Regions from separate parts of the Mus musculus genome. Here region 2 is linked to region 1. The links are chromatin contacts, called in public promoter capture Hi-C maps. All regions are on one chromosome and are shown on one strand. The core of a region is the stretch at or near the end of the contact, and the rest is flanking DNA. Distances in the headings are between cores, read along the strand shown.

Region 1 (3,481 bases), core at 43-2,542:
AGTCTGTTCTCTGTCTCTATGTGGGTTCCAGGAATTGAACTCACATCAATAAACTTGGCAGCAAGTGCCTTTATCCACTGAGCCATCTCACCAGTCCACAGAGTGAAAGGGTTCATAGTTCTGTTGGGAAAAGGTAGTGTTGTTAAAGAGTTTCTGACCAGTCAACCTTCTGTCTAGCCAGCTCACCCCAGCCTGGCACACGACCTTTGACCACATGCCCAAAAGCCAAATAGCCCAGATCTGGTGTCAGGAGTGGCGTTGAGGACATACATAGTCCTGGCCCTCAAAGCATTGTGGTCACATGGCTCGCTCAAGGCTGAGCCTGGCAAGCTGAAAAACCTGTTGGTTTGAAGGTCCCAAGTGAACATTCCAGAGAAAGTTGTGGGCGGGGCAAAGAAGGGGGTCAAGCTCCGTGGCAGGACTCTGGGGGTGGCATGTTGGGGAAAGGTCATTCCAGAGCTGCCCACCCTTTCCCAGCTTGTGGGCCAAACCAGGGAGTTTGCATTGGTTGGCTTCGCAACTCAGATGGGCTACTGAGCCAGAGCTCCTAGACCCCGGGATTATACTGAGATGAGCCTAATCCTTATTTCCTTTTTCTTTCTTTCTTTCTTTCTTTCTTTCTTTCTTTCTTTCTTTCTTTCTTTCTTTCTTTCTTTCTTCCTTCCTTCCTTCCTTCCTTCCTTCCTTCCTTCCTTCCTTCTTTTTTCTTTTCTTTTCTTTTCTTTTCTTTTCTTTCTTTTTAAAAATATTTTGACTTATTGTGTGTCTGTATATGTGTAGCCGGCAGTGTGGAGTCAGAGGACAAGTGGGGATCAGTTCTCTCCTTCCGTGTAGGTCCCAAGGACCGAATTCAAGGCATCCGCTGAACCATCTCTCTCAGTCCATTCTTATTTTACACTGAAGGAAACAAAGAAATGGAGAAAGGCGGAAGTTACCCAGCTCCAGTCACTAGTGTGGCTCAGGTTGGATTCCTTCCCAGATTTCATTTAGGGCCCTCTAGACCCAAAGAAGTGTGGTGTGTGTGTGTGTGTGTGTGTGTGTGTGTGTGGTATGCGTGTGCATGGCAGGCTGGGAGGTAGAGACACTGCACCCTGGCGGCGACCGGGAGTCGAACGGGTTAAGGCTGGAGGCAGCGAGTGTCTTCCTAACCGCACCTGGCTCAGTATCGGTCACGTGGCCAGGGTTTCACCTGCCCTGCTGGGCAGGGACAATCAGGCCGCTTGTTCCCTAAGCCGGTCGCCATGGTGACAGGAGTGTGCCTGGGGAGGTCACAGGGGCAAATTCCTGCCTGCTGGTCCGGGTGTGGCAGGGGCATCAGCTGGATTGTAGCTTGTTTAGGAGATTCCCGAGGGCCCCTGGAGGTTCCCGCTGGGGCTCAGCCTCCCAGGGGCCCCCCCAGTGTGGCTTCCCACCTTGCCACCTGAAGTCCTGTTTCTCCATCTGCCTGGTGTCTTCCCAAATTTTGAACCTAAGCGGATTAATCTGTTGATGCTTTCCGTATACATTGGCAGGCATGGCACCCCAGGCGCAACAACTCCAGATGGAAGACATACTATTACCCCTCAAAAAAATTCTACAAAAAAAACAGATGAGGAACAAAAGGAAACAACTTCAAAGGAAGGAGGCAGCCATGACACGCCAGCCATTCCAGGCCAGGCACAGCTCATCAGCCACAGCGGGCCAGGCACACTACCGCAGGCGCGGTACAGCAGCCAAACCACGCCAGGCTCAGCACGGTAGTCACAGCTTGTCAACTACATCACGCCAGTCACAGCACACCCGGCACATCACGCCCAGCACAACACACCAGGCACAACACACCGGACACACCAAGCCAGGCAAACCGTACCAGGCACAGCATACCAGGCAATCCAAGCCAGGCGAAGCACGCCAGAGACACCACACCAGGCAAACCACACCAGCCACACCACGCCAGTCACACCATGCCAGGCACAGCACCTCAGGCACAGCAAACCAGAGACACCATAGCAGGCCCAGCACTTCAAGCACAGCACACCAGGCACATCAAGCCAGGCACAGCATGCCAAGCTTGCCACACAAGGCACAGGACACCAAACACAACACACCAGGCACAACACACAAGCCACAGCATGCCAGGCACAGAATGCCAGGCTTGCCACACAAGGCACAGGACACCAAACACAACACACCAGGCACAACACACAAGCCACAGCACACCCGGCACCACTCAACAGGCACAGCGCAGCTGGCACGGCGCACCAGACACAACCAGCCAAGTCCACGCTGCGTCTACACTTGCTTTAAGGTAGTAGCAATCTGCTCTGCTTGGGAAAAGCCTTTCTGAAGGTTATAATCCTATCTTCTCTGCCTGCAAGCTCGAGCCTTTGTTAATTGAGGATCTACTGTATGCAAAGGTCCGAGGTGCAAGAATCCTTGCCAGTTCTGCTCCAGATGGAGCAAATACCAATACTTAAAAAAAAAAAAAAAAAAAAAAAAACAAAACTTCAAAGCATAGAAGCGGACCCAATCCTGGATCTTCTAAGATGGCATATCTGAAAGAGACGGTTGAGTGAAAGACCTGGAGGCTGAGGTGAGAAGGATTTGACTACATGAGTGGGGTTGCGGTGGAAGAGAATGTTCTAATTGCTTCTCGGCCTTTTGGCTAAGATCAAGTGGAGAATGTTCTAGAAGCCAGAACACCATGTACAATGGTGAAACCATCTAATTATTTTTGAGATTTCCATACATGCCTTAGGCTGACTTAAACTCTTTGGGGTTTTTTGTTTGTTTAGATTTGTTTTGTTTGTTTGAGACAGGGTTTCTCTGTGTAGCCCAAGCTGTCCTGGAACTCACTTTGTAGACCAGGCTGGCCTTGAACTCAGAGTTTCTCCTGCCTCTTGAGTGCTGGGATTAAAGGCATAGGACACCAAGCCAGAGCTGGGCATGGTGGCACACGCCTTTAATACCAGCACTCGAGGGGGGGGGCCGGGGTGGCAGAGGCAGGCAGATTTCTGAGTTTGAGGCCAGCCAGGTCTACAGAATGAGTTCCAGGACAGCCAGGGCTACACAGAGAAACCCTGTCTCAAAAAAAAAAAAAAAAAAAAAAAAAAAAAAAAAAAAAAGACGCCAAGCCAGGTTGTCTCAGAAAACAAACAAACAAAATAGGCAGGAACAGTTTATTTTGACTCAGGATTTAAGGGTTCATCTCGACAGGAAAAGCATGGCCACAGGAGCTGGTTCCACTGTCAGGATCCACAGTCAGGAAGCAGAGAGAGATGGATGCTGGTAACCAGCTCACTGTCTCCTTGTCTCCTGGGGTCTGCAAGACCCCAGCCCATGAGATGGTACCATCCACATTCAGGGTGGATTCAGGGTGGTCCAACTGGGTTAAAACTCTGGAAACATCTTCGCAGACACAACGTGTCTCCAAGATGATGCCAACCCACAATGCATTGCACTCATCAGCAACAGTCCTCTCCTAGGCCCTTAAAAGTTTATG
Region 2 (3,794 bases), core at 128-2,627, 2.6 Mb before region 1:
GGAACCTACTGGAGCAATGTGTTCTTTGATCCAGCTTGATCCAGCCCTGGACCAGATGAGAGGAGCAGAAGGGGCCCTAACACTCCAGCCCAGACTGGGGTGGGGCTCCCGGAATGTAGCCCTCTGTTGTGATTCCCCGCCCTCAGCTGCCAGCCCAAGTTCATAGGCTGCCTCCTAAGCAGCCTGACTCACCTGTCATAGTACAGTCCCCAGTGCCTGGCCATAGCAGACCCAAGGGTAGAGTGTCCATGATTAGTGGGATCCCAAACACACACACACCAGGGTGGGGTGGACATGATTAGAGGGGTCCTGAGGGCAGGGACTGGAGAGTCTCCAGGAGGTCAGCACTCCTAGCTAAGAGATACAATGTCCTTCCTTTCAGCAAGCTGCCTCAAGTTTCTCCCCTAAGGGGAAAGCAGAATTGTAGGGTTCCTATGAGATCACAAACTCCACAGTGACCTCATAAAACCAGGAAGAAGAGAAAGGGGATAGGGGGATAATGGGTGGAAAGTTAAGGGCGAGAGATTCACTTCTTTCACATAGATAGGCTGGGGTGGACGGCGGAGAGGGGCTGGGACTTGGGGAGACTACGGAAAAGCAAGCAGAAACGTCGGGTTGTTAGGAGCGACCCTTTAGGAAAGAGATAACGGGGCTTGTTGGGATTGTGGTGGACGGGTGAGAAAGACGTTGGAAACGACTAAAAGGGTGAAAATGTAGCGATTAATGATAGATTCTACATGGAAGTTTGCTTTAAGGGTTGATCAGATCTAGGGTTGAAGAAGCCAACCAGGTGAGGGGCGGGACCATGCTACAGGTGCGCAATATGCAAATAAAGGGGAAGAGTCTCCTAGAGCTCGGCCAAAAGTGTTCTGTGCACTCTTGAAGCGAACTCATTGTCCAGTGGTTCTTACACAGGGGAGGGGAGGTCGCGGGCTCAATGCCAATCCCAAGGGGCGAGCGTTCAAGACTGCCAGGTGAAGGGGTGGGCCCAATCGAACGCGAGGCGGGGCTATGCAAATGAGGGTCGCAGTCCAGTATGGGTCCCCTGCTCTCTGGGCACCAGCGCAACTCACCAGCCTGGGTGATGTCTGACAAGTCGTAACTGCGGGCCGCGCCCCGGGGGAAGTGCTTCAAACGCCGGTTGGACAAGTTCAGGGTCCCGGTGGCCACAGCCTCCTCTAGGGCTCGTTCTGCGCTACGGCTCCCAGGTAGACCAGGAGACCCTGGCAAGGACACTGAAGCTGCAGCTTCCTCACCCCCGGCGGCGAGTGGGCCCGCTACTGCTGCCGCCATCCGCTCTCGGCGGCTCCCCCTGCCTGACTGACGGCACCGGCCGGCCCTTCTCGCCCTTCCCCCTCCTCGGAGCCGCCGTAGTCCCCACTGAAGGGAGGAAGCGAGGGTCAGGAACTCCGCGGACCAATCATGAACCAGAGACGCGTTAGAAGTGCCCAATCAGAAAACGGCAGGGGGTGGAGCCTCTCAATTCTAGATTACACTGAGGGAAGGGAGGGGTGAAGAGGAGCACCCCGCCAACGGCCGCGGTTCCTGGTCGGCCCGCCCCGCGCAGCGACATCCAATCACAACTCTCGAGGCTGGAGATGGAGCCAATGAGACCCGCCCAGGAGGCGGGGACTACAGGTCTCAACTTTAGGGTATTAGAGACCCAGAGACCACAAACCTGCTTTTTCAACCAAGACCAATTGCAATCTAGATTCAGGCGAGTGACTGTGAAGAAGACCAATTAGAACCTACAAAAGGAACCTGTCCCGGCCTCTTCTCTGAGGGACGGTTCTGCCTACCAATAGCATGGGCTAGGAGGTGCTCCATTCGCTAGACAGAAGGAGGTGGGTGAGCTAGAATTTTTGAGACGCAGGTAAAGATCGTAAAAGGCGCGCGCTGGGCGGCCTGACAGTGCAGGGTTAGGGTTGGGTACTAGCTGTGCTTACTGGGGAGCAAACCAGCATCCGAGAAGTGAGGAAGGGCGAGGGATGCCCCACTCAGCACTCAGGCTGTTGTCTCAACAGAAGGGACCATTTCCTCCTGCGCAGTCTTGAGTCCCTAATGGGAATGCTGGGGATGACCGGTGAGGGGGTTTCCAGTTCAGAGAGGGAAAGTCGTCAGACCTGCCAAAGTCCCCCTGGAGAAGACTTGTGATGGCCAGACCAAACTTTAGAGACTACGAAGGATCTCATGGCCTCTAGAACAAGATCTTTGGGGGTTTTTTGTTTGTTGCTTTTCCGAGACAGGATTTATTTCTCCGTGTAGCCCTGGCTGTTCTGAAACTTGCTCTGTAGACCAGGCTGGCCTTGAACTCAAGAGCTCCTCCTGCCTGTGTCTCCCGAATGCTGGGACTAAAGGCGTGCATCATCACCGCCCGGCTAAGACCTCGGGTTTTTTATAAATGAGGAAAGGGAAGCTGGACAAATCTCAGACCTCCAGTAGAACTCCCCCACACATACTTTCATAACAGACTTTGTCTATTGGAAACCTCTTATTTGAAGCTGGGTGTGGTGGCATGAGCCTGTCGTGACAGTTCTTAAAAAGAGGAGGCAGAAGGATCGGGACTTCGAGGTCAATTCCAGGCAAGCCTGGACTACATAACTCCAAACTAACCTTTTTTAAAAACAAAAACAAACAAACAAACAAACAAACAAACAAAAAAACCCCAGAAAACTTCTTGAGATACAGGAAGGAGTCCCAGATGTGAGAGATAATAGTAAAAGAATATTTTTTTTTCCTTTGAGATTTGCTTTTAGAAGAATGTTAGCGTTTAATGAACCTCCCTGTGTGGCTTCTAGTCATTAGAAAACAGGCATCCCAACACCCTTAATCGCCTCGGCTCTTCCAAGGTTAATCCTGTGGTGAGGCATGCCACTAAGCATCCCCCTTCCCTCTTGGGTGCCTCCACAGCTTACCAATGTGGCTGTAGCTGTGGCTAACATGGCCCCATAATTTCAGTCTTTTTTTCTCAATGTGGGTGGCATGGTGACCTAAAGGAAAAGAGGGAGACTGGCTTTCAGAGACAAGGTCTCCTATAGTTCTAGCTGGCCTCTAACTGGTGATGTAGCTAGGAGTGACCATGAACAACTCCTGACTGTTACCACCTCTCAAGTGCTGGGATTATAGGTGTGCACCCTCATGCAGGGCTCGATTAGAGAGCTTAAAATCTTGTGTAGTGACAGAAGACCACGTCTGCTTTCCGTGTTGCCTGACCACCAGTAACTGAAGTTGCTCTCTCATCTCTGGTCATTCCTGCTATACTGATATGCCTAGACACTAAAGTATTAGAGACTGGGGGCTGGAGAGTGAGTTTAGCTGGCCAATAATGTATATTGGTCTACTTCTGTTCTAAGCACCCAAGAGAGTGGCTCACAACAGCTTGGATCTCCTGCTCCTGGCCTCCCAGGGTTCTCTTCTAGCCACCACAGGCATTGGTCTCACAGGCACGTCCCTCCACCCGTACACACAGGCATACACAATTAAAAAGGAGTCTGGGGAGAGAGATCTGAGAAGCTGTGAGCACTTGCTGCTCTTGCAGAGGACCCAGATGGTATTCACAGCAGCCACATGGCAGTTCACAGCCGTCTGAAACTCCCAGTTCCATGGCATCCAGGCATTTATATGGTACTCATACATGCACGAAACACACACACACAAAGTAAATCTTTTTTTTTTTTTTTTTTGGTTTTTGAGACAGGGTTTCTTTGTATAGCCCTGGCTGTCCTGGAACTCACTTTGTAGACCAGGCTGGCCTCGAACTCAGAAATCTGCCTGCCTCTGCCTCCCGAGTGCTG

What was found. Capture Hi-C pulls out chosen DNA fragments and counts their contacts.
Region 2: a promoter capture Hi-C map of adipose tissue shows a contact between it and region 1. The contact joins the promoter of Lrch4 here to the promoter of Wbscr25 in region 1. A contact is called at or near these places in 1 of 39 promoter capture datasets (embryonic stem cells) and 2 of 9 other capture datasets (adipose tissue and liver).

Annotation. Positions count from the first base shown.
Region 1 is chr5:134,999,161-135,002,641 of GRCm38.p6, reverse strand. It overlaps Wbscr25 (Williams Beuren syndrome chromosome region 25 (human)), which reads left to right and starts at 1,292. Exons shown (of 5, transcript NR_026907.1): 1 at 1,292-2,572. It overlaps LOC115490310 (a small nuclear RNA gene), which reads left to right and starts at 2,625; the gene lies at 2,625-2,807.
Region 2 is chr5:137,626,706-137,630,499 of GRCm38.p6, reverse strand. It overlaps Lrch4 (leucine-rich repeats and calponin homology (CH) domain containing 4), which reads right to left and starts at 1,377. Exons shown (of 18, transcript NM_146164.2): 1 at 1,074-1,377. The coding sequence starts at 1,293. Gm20605 (predicted gene 20605) reads right to left here and starts at 1,377. Exons shown (of 22, transcript NR_033148.1): 1 at 1,074-1,377.